Linked DNA regions of Macaca mulatta: region 1 is linked to region 2. A link is a contact called in public Hi-C data. All regions are on one chromosome and are shown on one strand. The core of a region is the stretch at or near the end of the contact, and the rest is flanking DNA. Distances in the headings are between cores, read along the strand shown.

The links. A called contact is a pair of places that touch in the nucleus more often than the background predicts.
Region 1: a contact with region 2 is called in a Hi-C map of fetal cortical plate, with 1.6 times the contacts expected there. The contact joins the enhancer-like site here to the promoter of LOC114673863 in region 2. A contact is called at or near these places in 2 of 14 Hi-C or Micro-C datasets (fetal cortical plate and liver).

Annotation. Positions count from the first base shown.
Region 1 is chr18:84,039,684-84,045,437 of T2T-MMU8v2.0, reverse strand. All of the region lies in intron 2 of LDLRAD4 (low density lipoprotein receptor class A domain containing 4), which reads right to left. Among named protein-coding and RNA genes, the nearest start is that of LDLRAD4, 170 kb to the right of the region's middle. Within about 2 kb of position 2,822, at least 15 of the 40 cell types and tissues checked have an H3K27ac peak or open chromatin away from gene starts, as enhancers often do. A contact at or near this core is called in fetal cortical plate, where this site is marked.
Region 2 is chr18:83,876,039-83,881,887 of T2T-MMU8v2.0, reverse strand. LOC114673863 reads left to right here and starts at 2,916. Exons shown (of 6, transcript XM_077975103.1): 1 at 2,916-2,982; 2 at 3,079-3,134; 3 at 3,407-3,542; 4 at 4,878-5,421; 5 at 5,579-5,849. The coding sequence starts at 2,916. LDLRAD4 (low density lipoprotein receptor class A domain containing 4) reads right to left here and starts at 4,981. Exons shown (of 6, transcript NM_001266659.1): 1 at 4,876-4,981.

The DNA.
Region 1 (5,754 bases), core at 1,573-4,072, 160 kb before region 2:
GGTGAGCGGTGGTGGACAGAAATGCTCCAGTAAACCTTTTCCCAGATACTTTCGGGGGAGCATCTGTGTTGTCTGGGACGGGCCTGCGACGCTCTGCCCATTGCTCCACGCAACTTAATGGAGGCTCAATGGTGGGTCATACTCGAGCAGCTCTTGGGACTGGCCAGCGTTTGTGTTCCGACGGAACTACGACTCCTCACTGCCTGAGTGTGTCCATTATGACAAAAGGTAGGGGAGTTCCACTTTCCTCTGGCGAGAGGAAGAGGATTCTATTGCCTGCAGAGGAGAAGCAGATACAGGCCCATCTGATATCCAATTACCACTTAAACTTCGGTTCAACCACCCTGCTCTTTCTCCCACTTAAGGGAGCCGGAAGAAGAAATAATTTGCAATTAATCGTGTGCCACCCTAGGAAAGTCATGGGTTGCAACACCACCTGGGAGAACACAGGCACTCTAGATCTAAGAGCTAAAAGGTAACCTCTAGACCAGCCTTTCCAAGAATGACGTGCATTTCAAGCAGCAAAGCCATCACTGAGGCCGACCGAGTTATGGAAACAGAAGTGGCGCGGCCTAGTCCGTTCATGTTGGTGAAACAACTTTGTCTGACCACAGAAATCCAAGGAGGTGCGTATTTCAGCAGGTGTCTGAAGGACAGAACGCAAAACGGTGCTGTCTGAGGTTGGCCCTGGCGCCGATGTCACCGGCCGCTGGCAGGTCCAAGAGTGTGACGGAGGAGCTCCTGGGTGTGTTTGCCCAACATCGAACGCCACCTGCGGGGCCCGCGCACCAAGCCTTCGACGGGCAGTCCCGACTCCATGCACCTGCAGGGAGCACCGAGAGCGCGTCCCGACTTCCTGCGAGGCAGGATGTGAAAGTATCTGTCCCCAGGAGCAGCTGTCACAGAGGGCAGAGAACCCAGGGGAAGGCTGCCTGGTCTCTAACTAATGGGGCCACAAACCCCACCGCTGTGTTCTGGAGGCCTCCGGCCAAGTATGAAGAGTTCATTAGACCAATTTCCACTGCCTTGGTAACACAGGCCCGTGCGTGTGCTCTCACACAGGAAAAGCAAGCGAGGGTTATTCATGGGGAACGCACCCCAGACGGGTACCGTGCGTCCCGCCAGGCAGCCCAGGCAGCGGTGAGGACTCGTGCCCTCCTGAAGACAGAACGGGCCCCTCTGGAACCGCGTGTGGCCGCGCCGCCTCCCACGGCACCGGAGGCCGAGCGTGTGCTGAGTTTGTGGAGTTTCAGAGGCGTGGATCGGCAGCTGCAGGAGCCGTGTCACCCTGAGCCGTGCCCTCACCCGCAGAAGCAGCTCCTGAGGACACCCAACGCTGAAAGGATCCGTCCGTCTGACACGTCCACCGTCAGATCCAGGCGAGAGAATTCCTGGGATCCACCGAAGAAAACCACAGGACGCCACCGGCAAGAGGGAATGGAACTGCCACGCCTGGCCGCGGACGCCGCCGTTCTTGGGGATGCACGGGCTCTGAGAGGCCTCTCGTGATGCAAGCGACCATCGGTCACGCCAGCTCGACCGCCTGAGCGACCACCGGCCACGCCAGCCCGACCGCCGACGTCCTCTGCACGGAAAGTTGCGTCTTCTTTAGATTTTTCTTTTTCCCGCTCAGAATCTGGCCCTTATTTATTCCCTTCCCCACTGGAGCTGACTAGCAGGAATCGATTTATTCCAACCCCTACTCTGCATGGAGACCTGAGCACGTTTCTTCAGACAGAAGCCAGTGCCCGCAGGGCCCGGGAGGACAGGCAGGGAGGGGCAGCTCTCCCACGACGGACAGCAACCGCGTGCCCAGCCTCCCTCCCAGAGTCTGATGAAGTGAACACAGTTCCCTCAAACAGCAAGAACTGGGGCACTTGATTTCACTCCTCCAGGGAAAGTAAGCTGCGGCCACTTTCACCAAGATAATCTGGGCCGGTGTTCCCCAAGTATCCCCAATACCCCATGCAGTCACCAAAACTACGCTCCATTTTTACTGAAAAACTAAATAATTAACAAACACATTTGAAATCAGGAAACACACATGCCGGTGGACAAGACCAGCGTTGAAGAGCAAGGCGCCAGCCGGAGGGAGGAGACGAGGAGAAGGCCTCCTGCCAGGTGCAGGCTCTCTGGGAGGGAGGAAGAGGGTGCTGTTCCCTGACTGTACAAAAGTAGGGGAGGGAAAAGCAGAGCACCATGACTGCCCCAACAAACTCCACTCCATAAATGAACACCCAGAGAGTTCACTCAGACCAGGGCCTGCTTAAATGAGAATTTAGCATTTTCATCTTCACATACTTACATAGGTCAGCATCACTTTACTTTGTCCTCATCACCACCCCAAGCCTCCCCATCTCACTCGGCTTCTGCCCTGCCCTGACCCACCAGGCCCTCATTTCCAGCCCAGCACACAGAGCCAGCTGTGACTCACTCGCACCGCCGAGCCACAGGGATTCCCCACGTCGGAGAGATCACTCCTATCGAAATGACTCATCTCCTCACTTCCTTTGAATAAAAACATGTTATTATGTTCAATAAAACCATACAAGAAATAATAACTAAAGATGGCATTTAAATAACTTGTACCAACACCTAAAAATGGCTTCCTGGAGGAAAAGGGAATGACGGGCTTTTTCAAGGATATTTTCAGACCTCCTTTTCTCCTCCTTTTCCACCGGCCTCTCCTCCAGATAAGTCCTGGCTGCATTCAGAGCTGCACAGACCCCTGACCTAGAGGTAAACTTGGGCAAAGCAGGTTTTACAGTGAGCACAGAGGCTGCCATCGAAATCTAGAAGCAGTCTAGCTGCTCCACTGCCGTCCCCTTCCCTCCAGTTCCCATGGAAACAGACCTCAGATCGCCAAAAACCGGGTAAAGATAGCACCATGCCCAGTGTTCCCGCAATCTGTTTCCATGGGAACGGGAAGGGAAGGGAGTGGAGGCTGGGTGGCTAGACGCCAGCAAATCTCCATCCCCGTCATGGGGCTGCAGCCGGCACCTCCACACAGGTCCAGGGCCCAGGCGCTCTTTGGGGACGAGACGTCCACTCGGGGATGGAGTCCTAGAGGTGAGGCTCCCAGCAGCTGGACTGTGTCGCGGAAGCTGCTGCAGACTTCCAGACACACCCAGCAGGGGCCTGGCCTTCTCAGTCGCCCCTCAGCCAACAGGGACGACCACTTCAGAGCAGGGGTCCCACGCCCGGCTGGGCGGCAGAATCACTCCAGACCAACTGAATCACTATCTGTTGGGGCTGGTGCGGGACTTGGCAGAGTCTCATCAGCTCCAAAGGTGATTCGGATGCACGGCCGTCTGGGAAACCGATGATCCAGACCAGAGTTTCCTGAGATGAAGGTGCCTGTGAATTCCATGGTATGTGGTGACTGCAGATTCGGTTCAGCAGGTCCGGGCAGGCCCAAGAGGCTGCATGTCCAACCAGCTCCCAGCAGATGCTGACGCTGCTGGGGACCACATTTAATTAGTGAGATTCTAGACTCCAGGGGCTTTGGATCTAGAACCTTCTCCACAGACCAACAATGGACAGACAGCCACTCCTGCATGACAGCTTGCTCCCATCAGCAGCCTGCAGCCCATGGCCCAGCTCTGGCCTCCAGAGGAGCCCGTGTGGGGTCAGGGCTGGGAGAGGTCTGGTCTCCACAGGAGCCCGTGTGGGGTCAGGGCTGGGAGAGGTCTGGTCTCTATAGGAGCCCGTGTGGGGTCAGGGCTGGGAGAGGTCTGGTCTCCACAGGAGCCCGTGTGGGGTCAGGGCTGGAGGGCTCCGGCCTCCATAGGAGCCCGTGTGGGGTCAGGGCTGGAGGGCTCCGGCCTCCACAGCACCCTCCTCTACCTGTGCTATCCCAAGAGACAACCTGTGTGGGTCAGAAGGTAATGGAACAGCCAACATTCACGTGTAATTATCATGACACATGACGTCACTTCCAAGTGTGATTTCTCCAAAAGGTAAAAGCAAATTTCACATGGTTGAGGATCAAACATACACATTTTTTCTAAATATTTCACACATTTCCAAACATTTCCATGGTGGAAATATGTGAAATATTTAGAAAATATTTATAAATGTGGACATATTGTCAAAGAAGAATGGAATTGTACACGTGTCATTTTAAAAGAAATACGAGAATTTTGGAAAACTCTGGAATTTATTATAAAAAAATAAGGTAGCTTTAAAATTCAGTCCAGATGAAAATGTACAGAGTAAAAGTATACTCCACGTTTCAGCTAAAAGTGTGCAGTGTCACAAACAGTAGCATTTATTTCTACACTGAACTGCAAAATACTTTTAAACCACATAAACTGCCAGGTACTATTCAAAAGCAAGTTACTGATTTTCTATCCATTTTGCTTAAATATAAAAGGGGAGCTATTTCAGTTTGTTTCATTAAATACACTGTTTCCTTCAAAAAGCATATATTAATCTTTGAAAATGAAAATACGAGCACAGATCTCAACCATCAATCATTGAATTGTAGTATAAGCTTACTTGAAAAAACAATCTTCTGATTCTAAAAATGCAAAAGAGGAAAAATCAATTATTTCATTAGTCAGCACACAAGCAACAAAGATAGCTAAGCGTTTCTGCACAATCCCGTAACTGTGGGCAGCTAAAGAAAACATTGAACATACAGTCTGTGACGCACATTTTATTTCCACTGAAGCAAAAATACACATATATTTATACATATGTGTATAATGTCATACACAAACTTAAAAAAAGGCCATGAGTTGGTGTTGAGACCCAGTTGCTTTTTAGGTTCCCAATGCATATAAAGCCAGAGCACTACAACTGCTGCGATGAGAAAAGGAAATCAAAACAAGGGATTTCTGCCTTTGCTCAAAAGACACACACACACACACACAACAAATTAAACAGTTGTGGTAGAGGATGCCAAAGGAGTGTGAGCTGTTAAGAGTTCCATTAAAAATGATAAAAATAATTGGGAATAAATACAGAGATGTGCTTACACCCAGCTCCACTGAAATCTGTTAGTCTGCGAGACCCTAGCCAGAAAATCCGTTGTTGATATTTATTGTGTACATGTGTTTACTTTGTGTTTACATGAAGACGCAACTGGAGCCCAGACAGAAAGCTTCCCACAAAGGCCCAGATGGTGAACGGCTCTGCACAGGCCATGCCGCCTCGGCCCCGGCTCCTCTGCTCTGCCGAGAAGACAGGAACGCGGCCCCAACAGAGAACACACACACACACACACACACACACACACACACACACACACACACACACACACACGGTGTGGCCAAGTGCCAATAAAACTTTATTAACACAAACAAGCCCTGGCCAGGACATGGAGCATGAACAGGAAGTGCTGAGCGCTGGACCACACCCTCCTCATCTCCGGGGAAATGCCTTATTCAACTTCATTCCACAGCTTCAGGGAAGGGAGGGGAAACCCCCGCAGAACCGGCTTCTCAGTTCTGTTTCTCAGTCACCCGGAGGAGCCTCCAGGACACCCGGACGGCCTCGCGTTCCCAGCACGCCCATCCCAGCTCCGTACAGCTGCCACCGATTGACATAAATAGTTGCTTGTTGTGTGCCATTTTGTTCTCTGTTTTTCTTGCATTCATCTTGTCTCTTTCATTTCTTCTCATAGTTCCAAGGGGCAAGATGTTTTTATTTGCATTTTCCCTTAGAATTTAGCTTAGGGTTCAGCAAAAGATACTGCTGACAAGCAAATCCTCTCTTCCTCTCAAAAGGCAGGTAGAAGTCAGGAAAAAA
Region 2 (5,849 bases), core at 1,667-4,166:
TCACACGGTGGTTGACTCTGGGCAATGTCTTGACGTCTCTGTAACATGGGGATGGCAGGAGGACCCACGTCACAGGCCGCTGTGAGGATTAGATTAGTGAGTCAGTGTATGGCAGCCCTCAGAACAGAGCCTGGCACACAGGAGAGGCATAGGAGCACTTGGAGCTGCTATTATCATCTGCCCACGTGCCCTGGTTAGAGGTCAGGGAGCCCTTCGGAGAGCAGCCTGGCCTCCTACAGCCTCTCCGGCGACTGCCTTCGGAAGCAGAGACTTTCCAGCGGAAATTCCCGTGCAGCTCTGTGCACAGGTTGCTGGTCCCTGGGGCCACGGACTCTGAGAACAATGCCTGGCTGTGCACTGCCGGCCCAGCCCTCTTCTGGAGAATCCCAGCAGCCAGGCGGGCAGCACACCAGGAAACCACACGACGTGGCAGAAAGCCTGCCCTCTGCAAACCCCAGAGGCAGGAAGTCGAAGCACATCTGCACAAAGTGTCCTCCTGACACCTGGTTGGAGGATGGCCAGCCAGTGTGAGTGGGAAGGATCTCTTTCTCTCAAGGCCTACCTTCAGGAGATTGTCTAGGTCCTCAGAGCAGATGAGGGCACACACACGCCACTCACACCCACCCGCTTCCCTACCTTAACGCCACTCAGTCGTCCAGTCCCCAAGTCCCATCCACAAAGAGAAGAGCAAATCATCTGGCAGGGGACCCCGGTATGAGGCGGCTTTGTAACATGAGCTGTGTGTCCGCAAACAACTAGGGCAAGACCATTAAGTTCATTACACCTGTCACTCTGCCAGCTGAGCTTCCAAATTGCCCAGATGAAAGTACATTATGCCCAAGGAGTGCCACCCAGGCCCTCCCAGGCCAGTACAGGCTTATCTATCGCAGACAATTTGTTCTCAGTGTCTGCACCTGCAGAAATAACACAACTGTAAACAGCCTGAAACTTGGCTTTGAGATACTTTAGGCCCTGGGCAGCCAAGCACAAAGTTGAGGTCTCCAGGGCAGAAGCTAGGTGCCTGCTTTCCCTGCTCGGAGGAAGAACGGGAGTGTGGACCAGAGGTGGGGCCAGCGCAGGGGAGAAGGCGGAGCAGCCTAGCAAAATAAAGGACACAGAGTTGCTCCTCAGATTCTACTGCCCTGCAGTAGAGCCAAAAATAAAAGCAAGGCACATCCTTCTCATTTCCGAACCGAGGCACAGCATTCTAGGCGGCAGGCAGAGGCCCTCTGCGCAGCTGCCTGCACACCAGGCCCATGAGCGGCGCCCAGCCGGCCGCCGGCTGCAGAGTGCGTTTGCAGTGCAAGCGTGTTGCAGACAGCGGTAATTTATTTATCCCTGTCATGTAACATTAACAATCTGTCTGGAGCTTGGCAAGCACCAACTTGCACTGTCACATAAACTGTCTGACAAACTTAAAGTTTCGTAAATGCTTCTCTTTTTCCAGCAGACAATAAAGCATCCTTTAAAAAAAAAAAAAAAAAAAAAAAAAGTTGTCATCTTTTCTGTTCCTTTTCTCTCTTCCTCTTCCAAAAAAAAAAAAAAAAAAAGGAAGAAAAAGAAAAAAAGGCAACAACAAAAGAACCCATGCAAACAGAAATGATCCCTCAGCAGGACTCTTAACCCTGAACCGCTCGACATTTTTCCGATGCCAAGTAAATGAGTAAATAAATGGATGGGGGGAGTGACGTTGTAGGAGACGGTTGAGAAAGGGGTACAGAGGAAAATCTGGAAAACAAAAGTACAGTCATTAAAAATTAATAAAGGGTGTGGACATGCAGACCCCACCCCCGTCTGCTCATGGGGATTGAGCCAGACACTCTGTGTCCTCGTTAAGTGGAGTCTGGCAGGCTGCCGGAGTGTTAGTGGGTTCTGGGAATGCCAATATATTAACCAGAGGACTTTTTGCATACCCTTTAGAGTTTTTATTCTAGAAAAGTCAACCATTTGGCACAGTGCGGCATTATTTTTGTCCGGGAAAGCTCGCAGCTGCCAATCAAGGGAGAAATTATATCTATGTTCTTTGTAATCTCCAAGACCTATCTGGAAAACAAGCTTGGTGGAAAGAAAAGTCTTCACAAAAACAGCTTAAAAGGCCAAAGTACCATTTTTAGTGGGAACTCAAAGAAAAGCAATCCATTCTTAAATCACACGGATATGTGACAACACAGACATCAATTTCAATTCCTCCTGTGATGGAAAAAAAACGACATTACCTGGAAATTCAAAGCCAATATTTTCAGAGTAATTAATAGTACAGGTACTAGCTTCAGTCCTTTCCTTGCCTAACAACGAAGCAAACAATGCCCCCAAAAAAATCTCCCTAAAAAGTGGCAGGTCTTGTGGCCTAAATTTTCAAATAGTAGGCAGAACCTTTGCATTTCTATTTTGAAACTTAAGATTCACCTCCCATGCACACCCATAATATAGGTCAAGATGTAACTCCAGACTAACACAGTTCACGTAGGCAGAACGTCCCTTTGACATCAGAATATAATGGCTTCCAGGAGATTTTTTCTGAGACCTAAAAAAAGGAAGACACAGAGGGAGATACAGAAGGAGACAGAGAGGAAGGAAGAAAGGAAAGAATAACTTTGGACTACACAGCAATTTTGCCGCTATTCACATTTAATCTCCATGTGCCCCTACACATTCCGTTAAATATTTCCAAAAATGTTTCCAGGTTAAAATGGTATGCTCTTCTTCTACACTGTTTTATCACTTCTTGAGTGATAACTTATTTTCCCTTCTCTATTAACTCTTACAGAGAAAGAAGGACACATCACAGAGATTGCATAAGCCCAGATTCCAAAGAAAAATGAGAAGAAACATGGCAAGGACTACCAGAAAGATCGGAGCAGTCTACAATTGCAAGGATCCTGCCCGGAGCCCTGAGGTGGCTTTGGTTTTGCGTGATGACGTACAGCAGTCGCCTCCCACACACCACCACAAGGAGACTTGATGCCGGCTACATGCAAAGAGGTCAGCAGCTCAGGGGTCTGTCTCTGCTGGACCGCCTGCCAGAAACTATCCACAAAGAGCAAAACTGACTCTCCTCTGACCTTGTTTCCCTATCAGACAGGGACGTTACCCTGCAGCAGCCCAGAGGAAAACCAGAGAGCGTCCCAGGAGCTGTGAGGCTGATCTGCCAGGCTGCTAAGTCAACCAAGACTACAGCACAGTCCCAAACTGTAAACACCTCTGCAGACGGGCCCTTGCTCTCCGCATGCCAGGAAAGAAAACTATTCTTAGAACACTGTCAGCAGTTGGGGGAAAATAAATATTGTCTATGTATGTATATACTCCAGTGGGAGTGGGGTGGGGTGGAGGAGTCTCAAATAATGTGCCAACAAATTGGCACAAAATCCCTTAATAAGCAGCTGGCACTGGCTGTGTTCCACTGCAGGGCTGTGGTCTTGCAATCCAAGCCCACGAGAGGATTCAAGAGGCAGTCCTAAAAACCTGCCGGGAAGTCTTCTCCAATGTAAATACAAACCTACACGAACCAGGACCATGGCCAACAGTGGCAAGCCCTTCCAAGGGTAACAGCAGAACGTTAAGAAATTAGGGAGGTCTTTTAAAACAAGGGAGGAAGGTAGCTACAATTCCATTACAGCAAATCCCTTACTGGCATTTACATTCCCAGCCCTAATTCCTAACAGTGTGTTCAACGTCAATAGCAAAATGAAGCTCTTAAGAAGAATTAAGCTTTCAAAGATCATAAGGAAGTTAGCCCCCTGTTTTCAAAAGCACTGCTTAGAAAGGTCCATCAAATAACATTTCAAGGGTTGATGGGAAACCAAGTGTAATTCAATAAATATACATGGGTAATACTCAGATGTCCTCATTTGTCTATGTAATGACTCAGATTTGACACTACGATCTTTGACTGAACACAAAGACTGTATTCCAGAAGAACTGTGCAGAGTACAAAGGCAGAGTTACAGCTGACAATACACTCGAGTTAAAGACTCAAAAAGACAATACTCATATACAGAATTCAGACATGACTTGATGCACTGGCAGTCTCCCTGTGCATACTTTGCAGAACCTTCTGTCATTCAATACTCAGTCCTGAAGCTCCAGGGCAGATACAGAGACGAGAATGCCATTCTTGGCTAGCCAAACCGGCAGAAAGGACCGTTTTTAAAGGGAAGCTTCCCAGCACTAGCCCTTCGAGAAGGCACCAACCCTATACCAGCCACAGGACCCTATTTTTGAGAGTCAGTGCTGCTCACCGTCTCTATCCACCTCTACTGCAAATAACTTACTAATACAAGCGCTCAGAACCCACGTTCTGCACAGCTACTCTTACCTCACATCCCACAACGCCTAACACATAGTAGGCCCTCAATAAATATGTATTGCAAGGATAATTAACATTTAGAAAGCAGCGCTGGTCCAAGGATGAGAAGATGCCAAAATAATTAGAAAAGAGAAAAAGAGAAGGGAATAGACCAGGACAGAGGAAAAGAAAAGAAGTAAATCAAAATTATGCAATTCTAGCTAATTAAAAAATTTCGGGGGGAAAATAAAAATCACACTAGTTCACGTGGCTAGGGGCACACAGCAATCATTCCTGCGCCTGGGCAGAGCTAAGGAGCCCCGCTTGCTTTAAAGAGCTTCTCGCTGCCCTGACTGGCGACGAGGTGTCCCTCCAGGTAGGTGACCCAAGAACATGGTGCCCTCGGATGCGCCTTCTGCCGGGGCCGCCCACCCACCACGCGTCCCTGTCGTCCTGAAAACCTCTGCCTCATCGGGAAAACCCCTCCTTTTCCAATTAAAAAAAAAAAGTTTAAAAACAAGCAAATGCCCTCTCCGCCACGACAGCGATTTAACCCACGCCGAGCCCACTGTCTTCCACCGCGTACTCACAGGGCGCGCCCCCAGGCCCACCGGGCGGCGCACCGGGCAGGGGTCCCAGGAAGCCTCCTGCAGGCTGCGCAGCGCAGACCCCGGCACAAAGGCAAGCGCCGGGCCGGGCTGGGTGCTCGTCGCTTCCTGTTTATTCCACGGTGAGGGGCAGAAAGAAATTCAACGCACGCCTGCTTCCTCCGCGGCTCTGAGACCCAGCCTGAGTGCAACAGCAGCCGCCCGAGACAATCGACTTCCCAGCCAATGCCGGGAGCTCCGGGCGGTCCCGCGACCGACGTCAACGCGCGCGCCGGAGACCCGGGGGGACCCGGGAGGACGCCGGGTGAAGCCGGCCCGAGGGGTCGGGGGGCGGGGAGCGCGCGGTGCAGGATGCGGAACTGAGGGACTGAGTGGCTGCGGGGCTGCGGGGCTGCGGGGCTGCGGGGCTTGGCCCGCCCCCCTCCTTCCCGCAAACTCCCCGGCCAGATCCTGCAGGCTCTTCCCGCTTCCCGCTGACCTCCAGTCCCCGCCCGCCGCGGCGCGCCGAGGCCTAGGGGCTCCGAGACGGTTGGGGCTGCCACCCGCGCGCCCATCCCAGCCTCCGGGCGGTGCAGAATTCAATCTTGCAACCCCGGGACACCCGCGCCCCAGGGCACCGGGAAACAGAAAACGGGGTGGGGGTCGGCGAAGTCCCTCCACTGGCGCAACCCCGCCCGCGGGCCAGCGCCGGACCCCCGCCGTGCCCACGGACAAGCCCACCCGGACGCAGCCTCACAGACCTCGCGCGCCCGGCGCCCGGCTGCTCCCTCCGGCCCCCGCCGACGGCGCAGGCTCGCGGACGTCCAGTTCCCAAAGCGTCCGGTCCCCGAGTCCCCCGCCCCCCTCGGCCGCCCCTCCCTCCGGAGCGCCGCGGTGAACTTGGGCCAGAACCCGCGACCACGGCGGCCACCTCGGGTCCGCACTCACCTGGGCCGCCCCCGGGAGCGGAGGCGGGG